2 separate regions of the Mus musculus genome follow, and region 1 is linked to region 2. Evidence: chromatin contacts called from public Micro-C data. All regions are on one chromosome and are shown on one strand. The core of a region is the stretch at or near the end of the contact, and the rest is flanking DNA. Distances in the headings are between cores, read along the strand shown. Region 1 overlaps Sesn1 (sestrin 1). Region 2 overlaps Ccdc162 (coiled-coil domain containing 162).

Region 1 (6,843 bases), core at 1,917-4,416, 310 kb after region 2:
ATAGAGCTACTCACTGTCCTGTCTGTACCTGGTCTGAGGTAAATTGGGATACACACTCAGCTCATCAGGAACACCCCATATAACTAGCCTTTTGTTTTTTGATTGACATAAAATTAATTAGAAAAGGTCACGGCCCTTATATCTGTCATGTACCTAATCTATTAGCTAAAAGAGAGAGTCTGTCAACTTTTAAGCCTAGCCTTTAAGTAAGGAGAGTAAATTCACTTGATTCTAGAATAGAGTAACCAGAATAATATAATTCAACCTGTTCGTTTTGAAGGTCATATGGATGTCAATTTGGTGTCATTTAAAGAAATACTACCCAGATATTTCAAGCAGTAACAAACACATGTACACGCGTGTTGTGTCTTCCTTTCTCTACGCCCCCACCCCAGCATATGTTCTGCTTTGTTCTCTTGAGGACCACAGCTTTGTTGATCATGTTGAACTTTTCAAACAGTCCTCCATTGATTAGCAATTAGGTTGTTTATCAGAATCAATAGTGTAGTGGTTTACCTTTATGTGTGAGTACAAAATGTGAGTCTGTCTGTAGGTTCCCACCTATGGTCTTTGTAGTTAATGCAGTGCGTTGTTGTTGCTTTGGGAGTTGAGCATGGTTTCGGTCATTCTCACTTCCTTTTCTTGGAAGTGTCTCTGACCCTTTGCAGTCTTTCAAGTTCTCTGTTCATCTTTGACTGTGTACCCTTCCCCTCATGCCAGTCTGTTTGGTTACCAGATTTATCCGTCGTTTTTGACTTCCAGGTTTTGTAGCATTATTGGTTCTTTTCACTCCACAAGCATTTGGTAGGACTATTGTTTGTTTTGTTTTCTTCATGTTTAACTCTGATTTATTGTGGGTTAAAATATAATTCAACTTCATTTTTTTCTGAGTGACAACAAGTTGTTTCAAGATCAAATAATCTATTTGGAAATTACATCCTTTGCTATCCTGAAGTCATGAGTATTGTGTAGTGTGTCTGAGTTACAAAATGAATAATAAATACTTGAAACCCTAAATACATGTTGTTTAGATAATTTGTAAATTAGAAAGGGGGCAGGAGCCTCAGCTTTGTACTTTTTCCCAGTAAATCTTAACAGAGATAGGCAGACAGATAGATAGTTTGGTCAGAGTTAAGAAGTTAGGCTAAGGGCTGGTGAGATGGCTCAGTGGGTAAGAGCACCCGACTGCTCTTCTGAAAGTCTGAAGTTCAAATCCCAGCAACCACATGGTGGCTCACAACCATCTGTAACAAGATCTGACTCCCTCTTCTGGAGTGTCTGAAGACAGCTACAGTGTACTTACATATAATAAATAAATCTTTAAAAAAAAACAAACAAACAAAAAAAAAGAAGTTAGGCTAAAGAGGTCATTGTTTTAGATTAATAGTTGTTACATTTGTTTCAAAAGGAACATTTTTCTCTCCTGGAACTTAATATACAATGTTCAAACTTAGACACATACATGGACAAGCTAGTTAAGTGTCTCTTCTAATGAATATAATGTTACACACTATCTTCAGTATGAGTGTGGAATAACCACAGTAAGAAGTAACCAATGTCCAGTACAATTTTACTTAATATATACAATGAAATTGATATATCATGGATTCAGTTGGCAAGTAGTCTACTTTGGATTCTGCCAATAAAGATTCTCTTATCCTGCTTGCTGTTTCAGGGGTGAGAGTGGGGGGTGGGGGTCAGAACTTGCTACGTGGCTGAGGATATCTTTGAACTTATGATCCTCCTGCCTCCACATCCCAAGTGCTGGGATTACAGCTGTACACTAAATAAGCACTCTACCAACTAAGCTACATTCCTAGCCCTGTGTGAGATTTAAAAAATGTATTGTATTCAAAAGATTTTCATTTGCTCAGAACAAACTTCTTGGATTCACTCTGTTCCCTCCCAGTTTTTTCTTAAAAGCAAAGCAGCTAAGTTGGGGAGATAGCTCAGTGGGTAAAACCACTCACCACACAAGTATGAGGACCTAAGTTCAAATCCTGGGAACCCATGTAAAACCTGAATGCATAGCACAAACAAATAATCCCATAGGCCTACAGGAACATGGAAGGGAGAAAGAGAAGCCCCCAGAAGTCCAAGAGCCAGCTAGCCTGGCACACACAATGCAAAAAGAAGAGACTGTTGTCTTCTGACTTCCACATGAGCTACACAGTACATGCTCTCCCATATTCTCACAAACACACACACACACACACACAGAGGCATACATACAGACACATAGTGCACACACACAGAACAGGAGTTGGGAATATCTGTTTTTATAATGTTTTACTCTTGGCTACAGTTCTGTATCCATGCCAATAGTCTTCCTCTTTTAAACAAAAAACTAGTATTTGTATGTAACAATTTTATAAATAATAAGGATCTTCAGTTGTATTTACTTTATTTTACAGCTTAAAGCGATAATGGATTGATTGCCCTCAAAAGTTTTATTATGGTTATTTTGATATTATGTCAAGAGCATTGTATAGGGGAGGAAGTCCTAACAGTAGGCTTTCTGTTCCTGCTAATGTGCTGCTCTGTCAGTATAAGAGAAAGAATTCTAGATTGTGTCAAAAGGCAGAATGTTAGCAAGATTGTAAACAGGCCCAAACTTGGTTTTCCTGAAGTGTTCTCACTTAACCACAGAGAGCATGCCCCACTGGAGTCCTGACTGTGGATTCAGCTGCCTTTTCACTTGTCACATGCCACTGCTTGCCTTGACGTGTTTTATTAATACAGTAATGATGTCTTAAGATGTCTATATAGAGATATTGTTGTTTTTATTTCCTGACAAGGAGTGATGCTTTTGTTGAGTTAGACACACACACACACACACACACACACACACTGGTCTTGTTTTGTATCACTGACAGCCCACGGGTTTGGCCACTGTGTGCTGAACTTTCTGTTCCAGACTCTCTGCCAAGAGCTTTATGCAAAACTCTGGTTTTAGTGAAACAGGTTTTATTGTTTTTAGACAGTCATATTAGAAGGTGTTAGCTGTGTGATGCAAATAGAGGAACTGGTGTGTATATATAGCTGTGAGAACAAATGACTAGCAAGGCTGGCTGCTTTTCCTCTTGCTCCTTTAGCCTCAGTCTGTGCTGTTTACTGCTGGAGATCTGAGATGGTGTAATTTTCTTTTCTAGGAACTTGGAATCAGAATCCCTCGGCCACTAGGACACGGACCAAGCAGGTTCATCCCAGAGAAGGAGGTATGCTGTTTTGAAAGTACACAGTGAACTGCCTGCTTTTAAGGAAACATTTTCATGGCCCACATCTGGCATCTGAATGATTGCTGGTCAACAGCATGTTTTACACAGTTATTCAGAGTTAGTCATGCTTTGGCAGTGAGGTCATGGGATTAGAAAGCTGTCAGGGTCATATTGATTTCTAGGATTTCATGATGCATTTTAAGCACCTGTACTTAATCAAGTAAAACTGAGCCTTGTTGTTGACTCCCTCCCTCCACCTGCATATGTTTAGACCTTGCTTGGAAGCAGAGGTGCTCCATCTGACTGGTGAGAGCACTGCACCAGACCTTTAATTCCACATATGTAGAAGCAGCTATGCTTTATTGTCATAAGTTTTTGCTATTAATTGTGATTCTCTTCTCATTAAATGAGAATAGTGTTGTAAGGAAAGGTTTTAATGTCTGCTTGCAAAATCTGGGTATTTAACAGTCTGCTTCTTCGTCTGGATTCTTGTCAACTCTGCAGCTTATCTAGACCCTTTATCTAAAGTTCAGTTCAGCCTTTGTTGTTTATCTCCCACCATATAATGGGACTATTCTTCAGCTACAAGTTTAAATCACAAGTCCTCTCAGGAAACTGTAATCTACTTGTAAATAGATCGGTGCACCACATTCCTGTTCTCTTTAACCGGTTTATAGTGTGTGCAACTGTGGCTCTCCTCTCCTTCCCACAGATGCTGCAGGTGGGCAGTGAAGACGCACAGATGCATGCGTTATTTGCAGACTCCTTTGCTGCTTTGGGTCGTCTGGATAACATCACATTAGTGATGGTTTTCCATCCACAATATTTAGAAAGTTTCTTAAAGACTCAACACTACCTACTACAAATGGATGGGCCATTACCCCTCCATTATCGGCACTACATTGGAATCATGGTTTGTAAAAATCCAATGAAAATTTCTTTCTTTTTTTTTTTTTTAATTTAAGAGGATTAATGCTTTTGACATAGGATAAATATATTACTTATTGTCTGACTTGTAATCATATTCTGACTTGTAATAGCATATAATCAGATAGTTTCTATTTTTTCCTGACTTTAAATAAGTATGTTTTCAAGTATAACCAAAAAAAAACCACTACGAGTAGTTTTATACAATATTAAGAACCATTTTTTTAAAATGTACTCTGTGTGTGTGTGTGTGTGTGTGTGTGTGTGTGTGTGTGTGTGTGTGCATGCGCTCTCGCATGCTTCAGAGACAACTTGAAGGAGTTGGTTCTCTCCTTCACTTTGGGCTTAGACTCTGGTTGTCAGTTTCCCCACTGAGCCTGCGTGCTGGCTGCACCAGAGTCACTCTTGTCTTAGCAGTTAAAATGGAACATAAGATGTAAGAAAGAGATCCTCCCTCCCTCCCTCCCTCCCTCCCTCCCTCCCTCCCTCCCTCCCTCTCTCCCTCCCTCCCTCCCTCCCTCCCTCCCTCTCTCCCTCCGTCCCTCCCTCCCTTCCTCCCTCCCTCCCAGTATTCTCTCTCCTTCCCCAGCAGAAGTTGTGTGTAGCCTAGCCTGGCTTCAGACTTGTTACATATCTGTGGGTGACCATGAGTTTCTGGTCTTCCTGCCTCTACCACCCAAATATGAATAATTTATGCTGACGTACCTGCTTAATTGAAACTACTTCTTAGTCTGAGGGTCTTCTGAAAGCTGACATAGAGGTAACATTTCTAAAGTTTATTTTTTAAGAAATATTTTGTTTCTGAAATATTTCTGAAATGTTTCTTGTTTTATATTGGATTTTTAAAATTTCTAAATAAGATCTGTATTTTTGTAGTCTGGAAAACGTAAACTGAATAACTAAACAATCTATTTTGTTTGTTGTAAACAGGTTCGTAATAGTTGACACTTTTAACATAACCACTCTGCCTTTGTATTTTCTGTGAAAGGCGGCAGCGAGGCATCAGTGTTCCTACCTGGTGAATCTGCATGTCAGTGACTTTCTTCATGTTGGTGGGGACCCCAAGTGGCTCAATGGTTTAGAGAATGCTCCTCAAAAACTGCAGAACTTAGGAGAACTTAACAAAGTGTTAGCCCATAGGCCTTGGCTGATTACCAAAGAACATATCGAGGTATGTATGTTCAGTGTCACAGTTTTTAAAATTGTCACTTTAAAGTGACAGTTCCGGGTCTGTAAGAGAACTGGATAGAGGGCTGGGGTACAGCTCAGCTGGTGCAGACTAGCATGCCCAAAGCCCTGCTCTGTCCTCTGCTGCAGAGACTGGGTTTGTTGGAATAAACCTATAATCCCTGCACTGGGAGATGGGTGGCTGGATCAGTGGATGGATGGATGTGTGGATGGATGGGAAAAAGGAAGGAGGAAGAGGGGATCCAAGGTTCAGGGTTACCATCAGCTGCATAGCAGGTTTGAAGCTGGCCTTGGATGGCCTGAGTCTCAAAAAATCAAAAGGAAGAGGAAGGAGGGAAGGCAGAAAAAAAAGGGAAGTCACACAGAAAATCCCCAGACACACATCTTTGTGCTGTTATCATCTGGACTTTGTGTGGTCCATGTACTTAAAAGTAATGAGCCAATGTTGATGACACTGCTGTTGACTAAAGTCCATAGTGCTCTTTGTAAGTACATGACATGTTATTATTACTGTACAGTGCAAAATACTAAAGTATTCACTGTGTTGTGCTTTCTCTTGAGCCCCCACAACTGCTGGTTTCTAATTATATCTAGAGTGTATCATTGTATAGTACAGAGCCCTGCAGGCTGACTTTCATTTAGCAATATGTATATGAAGGTATTTATTTTTATTTATGTATTTTTGTTTTCAGAGGAGGTCCTGTGCTCTATGTATTTTTTGTTTGTTTTCAGAGTCTTACTCTGTCAAGGCTGGCTTGGAACTTGCTATATAGTCAAGACTGGCCTTGAACTTTTGATCTCCTGCCTCGCCCTCTCGAATGCTAGAATTACATATCTGAGCTACCTCATCTGCTTCTTATTTTTTAATGACTTCATAGATCATTTATTTTTATTGCTCAATGACACTCCCATTCATTTACTTAAGGGGCCTCCTGATTAGTACCAACTTTGACCAGTTATGTATAAAGATGTTTAACTCATATGTAAATGTTACAAAAGTAGACAAAAGTTCTCAGCTTATTTGGGTAAATAACTAGGTGTGTGCTATGCTAGACAGCAACTGTCTTCCCAAGTGAGGTCCCTATGATGTGTCCTGCTGTCCTGTGTCTGTCCCTGTACTCAGTGTCTCAGGGTTCAGCTCTTCTTATAGGCGTGAAGTGCCATCTCTTCATCTTAATTTGTAGTGACATCTTAAACTAGTTCCTTCTGGCTCTACAGTTCAAAAAAGAAACAAAAAACAAAAAACTCTCTGCAAATGTGTACCATGTAACAGAAACACTTAGAATAGATTTTTTTTTTTTTTGGTCTTGTCCATCCATGTTATGGAACATTTTAAACACCATTACATTATAGAAGAAATTGTCAAGAAGGTGTAAAATTTGGGTATGATTAATATAGTACTTATTAGATTGTCAAGGAAAAACACATGATTATAGAATAGATAAATAATATAAGCACCTGAGACACAGAATCTGACAAATTGTAGGATTTATGCATCACTCTTTAACAC
Region 2 (6,718 bases), core at 3,352-5,851:
GCAGTGTAGCCTTACACTTTTTCCAGGTTTTCTGAGAATCTCATAAAACAAGACTAATTCATCGTTAGAGACATCAGCTCTCTTCCTGCAACCCTTGAACCTAGGGTTTTACCCTAGCAGCCATGACCCTAGTCAGCCTTTGTTCATGCTTGGGTTGTCAACCCTTTAAGACAGTGGTTCAGAGAGCAGTGCACATAATGACTGCAGGACTCTGAACAGTGACAATCTCTCCCAGAGATTCACAGCCATGCTCTCTTTGTTATCTCCATTCTAAATAGGATAAACTTCTCTTAATAAACACCAACACTGTTTTATACTGGCTCATCCTGAAATTCTGTTCCCTAGAGAAGCCGAGCCTCTGCCTCTAACTGAGCACCAGTCCCTGAAAGATCAGGGAGCCCTTCAGGCCTGTGGAGGTAGCATGGGATAGTACCTGTCCCACTAGCACAGACAGTTTGCATTCTGAAAAACAATGTTTACTTTCCAAGGAGTAGAACAAACATGCATTACCTGTTGGGAGGGTAGACTCCTCCTTGGACTTTTCTGATAGAAACAGTGTCATCTCTCTATTAACTTTTCTCAATACTTCTTGGATCATGTGAATTTCTAAACTTTCCAGAAGTTTCTGAAGCTGGAATATACATAGGTTGAGAGTCACACTCCAGTTCATTTGAGTACTCCACTCCCAAGAGCCATACCTGCCCAGGGGCTTTGGGTTCACCCTCCCCCTCCGTTCCATTCTCTGGGAAGAATGCCTTTTGGGACCATAAGTTCTACCCCAGGATCAATATATCTCTTTGCAGACCAACTTTTTTTTTTTTCATGGCCCTCATCCTGATCAATAAATTATACTCCTTCTTACTATAGTCTATTATATTGCAAAGTATTCCATGTCCCAAGTGACCTCATGCCTTTTGGTGATCTCTAAATGATACCAGGAATCTCATAAGCTGTTACTTTAATAAGTCTGAAAGCCAATTTACACACCAAGGATGATCTCATGAGAAGACTTAAAAGCTGACACATAACAAGAGATGCTGCTTCAACAGCTACAAGCCTTGCTCCACCCATGATGCTTGTGGGAGGAGCAGAGGTGGCCAGAAGAACAGGCTCAGGAGCATAAGCAATGTTCTTGGACCCCTGAGGCACATATGGCACTAACACAGACATTTCCCATTGTTCAGTGGCTTCTATGCTGGGAAGCCAGAGGCCCTGGGTCCCATGATCAAGCTGAGCAATGATGAGCGAATATTACTCAGCACACCCAAGCCAGTGTGAAACTATACTTTCTTTTTCTGGGAAAAGCCTCTTCAAAATGCTATGTTCAGTATTTCGCTTTCCGGTGGATGGGCACAGGTTGGATTTTATATTTTAGATATTATTAGTTATATGGTTTGTTGTGTTCCTTATAATGCAGCGTATCTATCAGTTTGAGGAGAATGAAAACAGGAAGACTCTAGACTTGCAGAATGGAGAAGTTCAGGGCAGTTCCCCCATAACTCAAGCCCCATATACCTTTAAGAACCCCCCTCCTCCACCCCACCTTGAAGAAAACACCTTTTGTGTTTACTGCAGTTTTCCATGCCAGTGTCACAAGGCAGACTGAAGAGAGCCCTGTACCTGCTGAGTTTTTATTTCAATTTCTGAGGCTCCCTTTGGGGGAAGGATAGATTGGCTTCTTAGCATAAGTTCTTCAAATTCATCTTCTTTGCCCATCTGCCTGGCTAGAGCTTTCATGCTGGGGTAGAGAATCTCAGCTCTATCCAAGAAAAGAGACAGAAATCAGGGAATAAACATATTTTCTTCTCATTCAGATTCTCTGTCAGTCATTTTCGGTTTCCTGTCATCCAAACCCTTTATAGACACACCAACAATTAAAACGCCACTCCTTTGGTCAATATTAAATCCTGAGGCCTTTTTCTGTTGAGTACATATAACTTTTGTCTTTGTGCTTCAAGTTGTTGGCAACTCTTCTCATTTTGTAGTTAACAGAGAACCTGGCCTCAGTAACTTCCGGGACAGGCAATTCTGAATGTGTCAAAGCCAAGGTCGTTGAGGTCTCCGGAGTGGGCCCCAGCTGGAACAGGCAAATGGGAAGAGCAATATGCCTTTCCTGTCAGCTAAGTCCTCCTAGATGCCACCCTGTGGATGTAAGGCCCTTAAGTCATGTGTGCCATGTCACCCTCTGGCTGTAACACCTCAAGCATTGAGGCTCAGCAGTGGGGTTGGGGGTGACCCCAACTGTAGAGCAGGCATCCTGTGAGCTAAAAAGCTCACAATCACTATCAAGTAACTTGGTAAGTGTAGGTTCCAAGCAACAGACTCTGGGGGATTTGTGGTAAACAGGACAATTCAGTGGAGCCTAGCTCTTCCCACAGCTAACAGGGAATAGCTTTTCCTCAAAGCACTGTTGTGGCGAAAGTTTCTGTCATCTGACCAATTGAGCTAGCTGTCACCAGAGTCCTAAAATGGAATCTCTCTCAGTGAAAGGGGAGGACCCTGGAACCCTAGGCTCTACCCACTGATGTGGAATTCCATCCCAGCAGTTACTCACTCGTAGAGCTCTGAGAACTGTCTATGCAGCAAGGCAGAGTTGATGTCCTGCCCTCGAAGCTTGAATCGGCCCCAGTGTTCCTTCAGCACTTCCAGACGCTTCCACAAGATGAGGAAGGATTTCAGCAGAGACAGGGACATCACTACATCACATTGGCCCTCCAGCAAAGCAGAGGCCTTTGGGTGACTTTCCAATTGATTTGGGTAGAGTCCTGGCAGTTTGGACCAGTCTGGCTGAAAATATGACAGAAATCCTTTATCAATTGTGGCTCAAGATGGGATAAGTTTTTATATGTAGCCCATGCAAAATGACATCCAGGAGAAACTATTTTCTGGCCTGCACCATTTGTAGGAAAAAATAAAACAACCCAAATGGCTGAATATCCTTGCTGACCAGACAGGGTAGAAACAGCTGTCTCAGCTTCCTATGTGCGATTTGAACCATTGGTCTTTATATTTTATTTTTAGCTTTTGAAGACAAGGTCTGATGTAGCTGGCCTCCAACTAATTCCATAGCCAAGGACAACCCTGAACACTTGAGGTCCATCTTCCATCTCCTAAGTGTTAGGATTACAAGTGTGAGACGCCACACTTGGCTTTGAATCTCTACCTTCCAAAACCCAGAATATTTCTTAAGGAAAAAAAAAAAAAGATAGGGAGGGAGGCAAGGAAGAAAATAGAGAAAGTGCATAGCTGATACTGGAAAGACAGTTCAGCAGTGAAGAGTTGCTCTTCCAGAGGACCTGGGTTCAATTCCCAGCACTCCTGTCAGATGGCTGGCAACTTCTTCTAACTCCAGCTCAGTGGATCTGCCACCCTCTCCTGACCACCATAACTGACCACCCCTGAACATAAGGTGGCACCCCCCCCCCACATACACACACATATAAATAAAAATAAATCTTTAAAAAAAAAGGGAGGGTAGGTAGTTCAGTGGCCAAGAGCACGTGTTGCTTTCATAGAAGACCTGGCTCTGGTCCCCAGCACCCACAAGACAGCTCATGAGACCATTGTAACTCCAGTTCCAGGGAGTGACTTCCCTGGCCACCAGGTACATACAACCATGCAGATAAACACTCAAACACATAAAATAAAATAATAAATCGTTAAAATGGTGTGTGTGTGTAAGAGAGAGAGAGACAGAGAGACAGAGAGACAGAAACAGAGAGACAGAGAGACAGAAACAGAGAAAAGAAAGACGTTAAACATACTTGAGACTGAAGTCGTCCCTACCCTCTAGTCTATGGTGGAGCTGTAAGGTAACTTTTCTTTGGAGAGTAGAGTTTACCCATCTTATGAATCAGAAAGCAGAACTCGGTTTTACCTGCCTGGCTGACAACTGCTTATAACTCCAGTTCAGGGAATCAGATCTCTATCCTTTAGAAGTAGCATGGAGAACCTTTATTTTGAATTTACTATTCACTGCTCACATTTACTTCAATTAATTCCTTGAGACAGGGTCTCGGTAGCCCCGAATGTTCTGGCGCTCCCTTTGTAACTCAGACTGGTTGCAAATGTGCCAGTCCTCCTGCCTCAGCCTGCAGTTTTAAAATTAGAATTTGTTTATTTGCTCACTGATGCTCTCCTTAAGTATTTGTCCTAGTGCTTGTGAAGAAAACAGCATTTGTGAGTGCTAGGAAGTCCTGGGCCACCCAGAGCTCAAAAGACACAGGGAGGGGGTGAGGGTGAGGGGGTGAGTTCACCTGGGGGGGGCTGCGAGGGGGGATGGGGGTGAGTTCAGCTGGGGCAGAGGAGGGGGCAGGGGGAGGATGGGGGTGAGTTCAGCTGGGGGGGGCGGGGGAGGATGGGGTGAGTTCAGCTGGGGGAGGGGATGGGGGTGAGTGCAGCTGCTTTCTGGCTGTGTCTCCTTTTTCTACAAGCCAGATGACAAACTCTGTGGCCTTGAGCACTCAGGCTGCAGAACCTTAGACACTCAGCTTTCCCGACTGGAAACTGGAAGAGCAACCTGGTGTAATTGGACCCTACATCCGTGTTATTCACACAGCTAAAGGAGGGCCTGTCTGCCAGACAAAGAAAGGGTTGGTCAGAGAGAGTCAGGGAAGCACGAGTCAGCCACAGACAGCTACAGCCCCTCAGCCGTGCAGCCTTCTTGGCAATCTTAGCCTGTGGACTTCCAGATGTCTTTTTCTTTTCCCTTTTTTAATCAGAACCCTTTTATCAAATGAAGTCTGAACAATCAAAGCCAAGAACAGTGGCATAGAACAGGCAACCTGCAAAATATATGATTGGTCCCCACTGTCTTAGAGGAAACTTGAGCCTTCCTGGGCTGCAATTGCAAAGACTCTGGGTCAATCTCTCCCCTTATATTTTAGGAGACCATGGCCCCGAGGTCATGGTACATGAAGCATGGCTGCCATGGACACTGGCTTGGCTCACAGGCAGTGCAGACTCTAGTGTCTTCTGCTCCCTATAAATAGCTAAATATGCCTAGATGAAACGAGATCCCAAGGGCTAGCAGATGCAGCTCACGTGCGTCTTACCACCCTCAGCAGCACACACCCACAAAGTAAAACCAACTAAGGTAAAAAGCATTGACTCGGATTTCCTTCTTAATCTGGTATTAAAGGTAGCCACGTCTACATATTTTATTTTTATAAGCTTTATTTAAAAGGAAAACTTGGAAATTAAAAAAAAAATTCACACACCAATATTAGCCAGGCTCAAAGTCTGTGCACCTCGATGAATTTCTGTGCAGTTAGAATGGCCATTAGGAAGCCCTGGCACTTCAGCCTGAGTTTCACGCTTTCACTAACTGAATAGTTTATGCACTAATCCAGTATGGTGAGGGCTAAGCATAGAAACCCTGTCTTGAAAAACCAAAGGGAGGAAGAAGATTTGTTTTTATTTTTAATTATGTGTCTGTGTGGAGGCCAGAGGTGCTGGGTTACAGACAGTTGTGAGCTTCCTGACGTGGGTCCTCTAGAAGGGCAGCACGTGTTCTTAGCTACTGAGCCATCTCTCCGCCTTATATCAAAACACTTTAAAAGACAGAAAGTGGGCTAGTAGACAGGATAAAGGATAATGCAGAGGGAACTAGAGAGATGACTCAGGAGTTAGGAACACTGCCTGCTCTTGCAAAGGACCAGGATTAAGCTCCCAGCACCCACACAGCAGCTTATAGCTGTCTGTAACTCCAGGTCCAGGGGATCTGATGTCCTCTCCTGGCCACTCTGGGCACCAGGCACACATATGGTCCACGTGCACACACGTAGGCAAAAGTCATATGTACAAAATCAAATAGATCCTTTTGTAAAATGCTTGTAGGCGGCAAGTAAGGGGTGAAGCAAGGCAGGGGGCAGCTCACCCAGAACAAGGCCAGAGACCAGCAACTGACAGCCCAGGGGCCCAGAAGACTTCCTGGCCTTGGTGCCATTTGATGCACACCTAACTTTGCCAATGATCCCTCAGGGTGAAGCATCCAATTAAGCTGCATTAATTTAGATGACATGTCTACGCCCTTCCTGCCCCTACTGCCTGACCTGAAATAGACCTGTGAATCAGTTTTAGCCAAGAAAACTTAAGGGAACTCTATTGGGAAATCTCTACCTCTTCCTTCTTCAGAATAGGAGTGTGGTTTTGCTTTGCTTGTTCCTATTCTCTTGTGTGTTTACCTTAGAAAGGCCAAGGAGACGGTCTGTTCACATAGCCAAATGGCAGAGCGTGTGTCTGAGGGCCCAGCTGATTGGCTGCATAGACCTTACCTGAGCTGAGCTGCTTCCTTCTAAGTCACCTGTTCTAGAAGACCAGTGATCATCTGTCATTCTAAATGCATGAATGTGTGTGTGTGTGTGTGTGTGTGTGTGTGTGTGTATGTATGAATGTGTGTGTCTGTATGAATGTGTGTGTGTCTGTATGAATGTGTGTGTGTGTGTGTGTGTGTGTGTGTGTGTGTATGAATATGAATGTGTGGAAAGGAAAGAGGCTGAGATAGAAGGGCTGAGAGCAAAGTCTGTTAGACCTTTGGGCTCTGTCCTGAGTATTTGAAAGCATTGAGAGGCTCTAAGGACAGCTGTGACATAATCTAGCTCACTTTTAAAGCAGTGTCCTGGGGATGGAGGGATGACTTACTGTTGATATGCTGCTCCTCCTACGGAGGACCCGAGCGAGTTTGGTTCCCAGCACCCAGATAGGGTGGCTCACAACA

What was found. Hi-C and Micro-C count contacts between places; a contact is called where the count stands out from the background.
Region 1: a Micro-C map of granulosa cells shows a contact between it and region 2, with 4 times the contacts expected there. The contact joins two enhancer-like sites. A contact is called at or near these places in 1 of 484 Hi-C or Micro-C datasets (granulosa cells), 2 of 115 datasets of contacts at active chromatin or transcription factors (effector CD8 T cells and memory CD8 T cells) and 1 of 9 other capture datasets (liver).

The regions. Positions count from the first base shown.
Region 1 is chr10:41,890,890-41,897,732 of GRCm38.p6, forward strand. Sesn1 (sestrin 1) reads left to right here. Exons shown (of 10, transcript NM_001162908.1): 2 at 3,153-3,218; 3 at 3,931-4,131; 4 at 5,134-5,316. Among named protein-coding and RNA genes, the nearest start is that of Gm33058, 65 kb to the right of the region's middle. Within about 2 kb of position 3,167, at least 118 of the 459 cell types and tissues checked have an H3K27ac peak or open chromatin away from gene starts, as enhancers often do. A contact at or near this core is called in granulosa cells, where this site is marked.
Region 2 is chr10:41,578,605-41,585,322 of GRCm38.p6, forward strand. Ccdc162 (coiled-coil domain containing 162) reads right to left here. Exons shown (of 48, transcript NM_001358562.1): 34 at 2,555-2,787; 35 at 1,621-1,759; 36 at 511-631. Among named protein-coding and RNA genes, the nearest start is that of 5730435O14Rik, 14 kb to the left of the region's middle. Within about 2 kb of position 4,602, at least 77 of the 459 cell types and tissues checked have an H3K27ac peak or open chromatin away from gene starts, as enhancers often do. A contact at or near this core is called in granulosa cells, where this site is marked.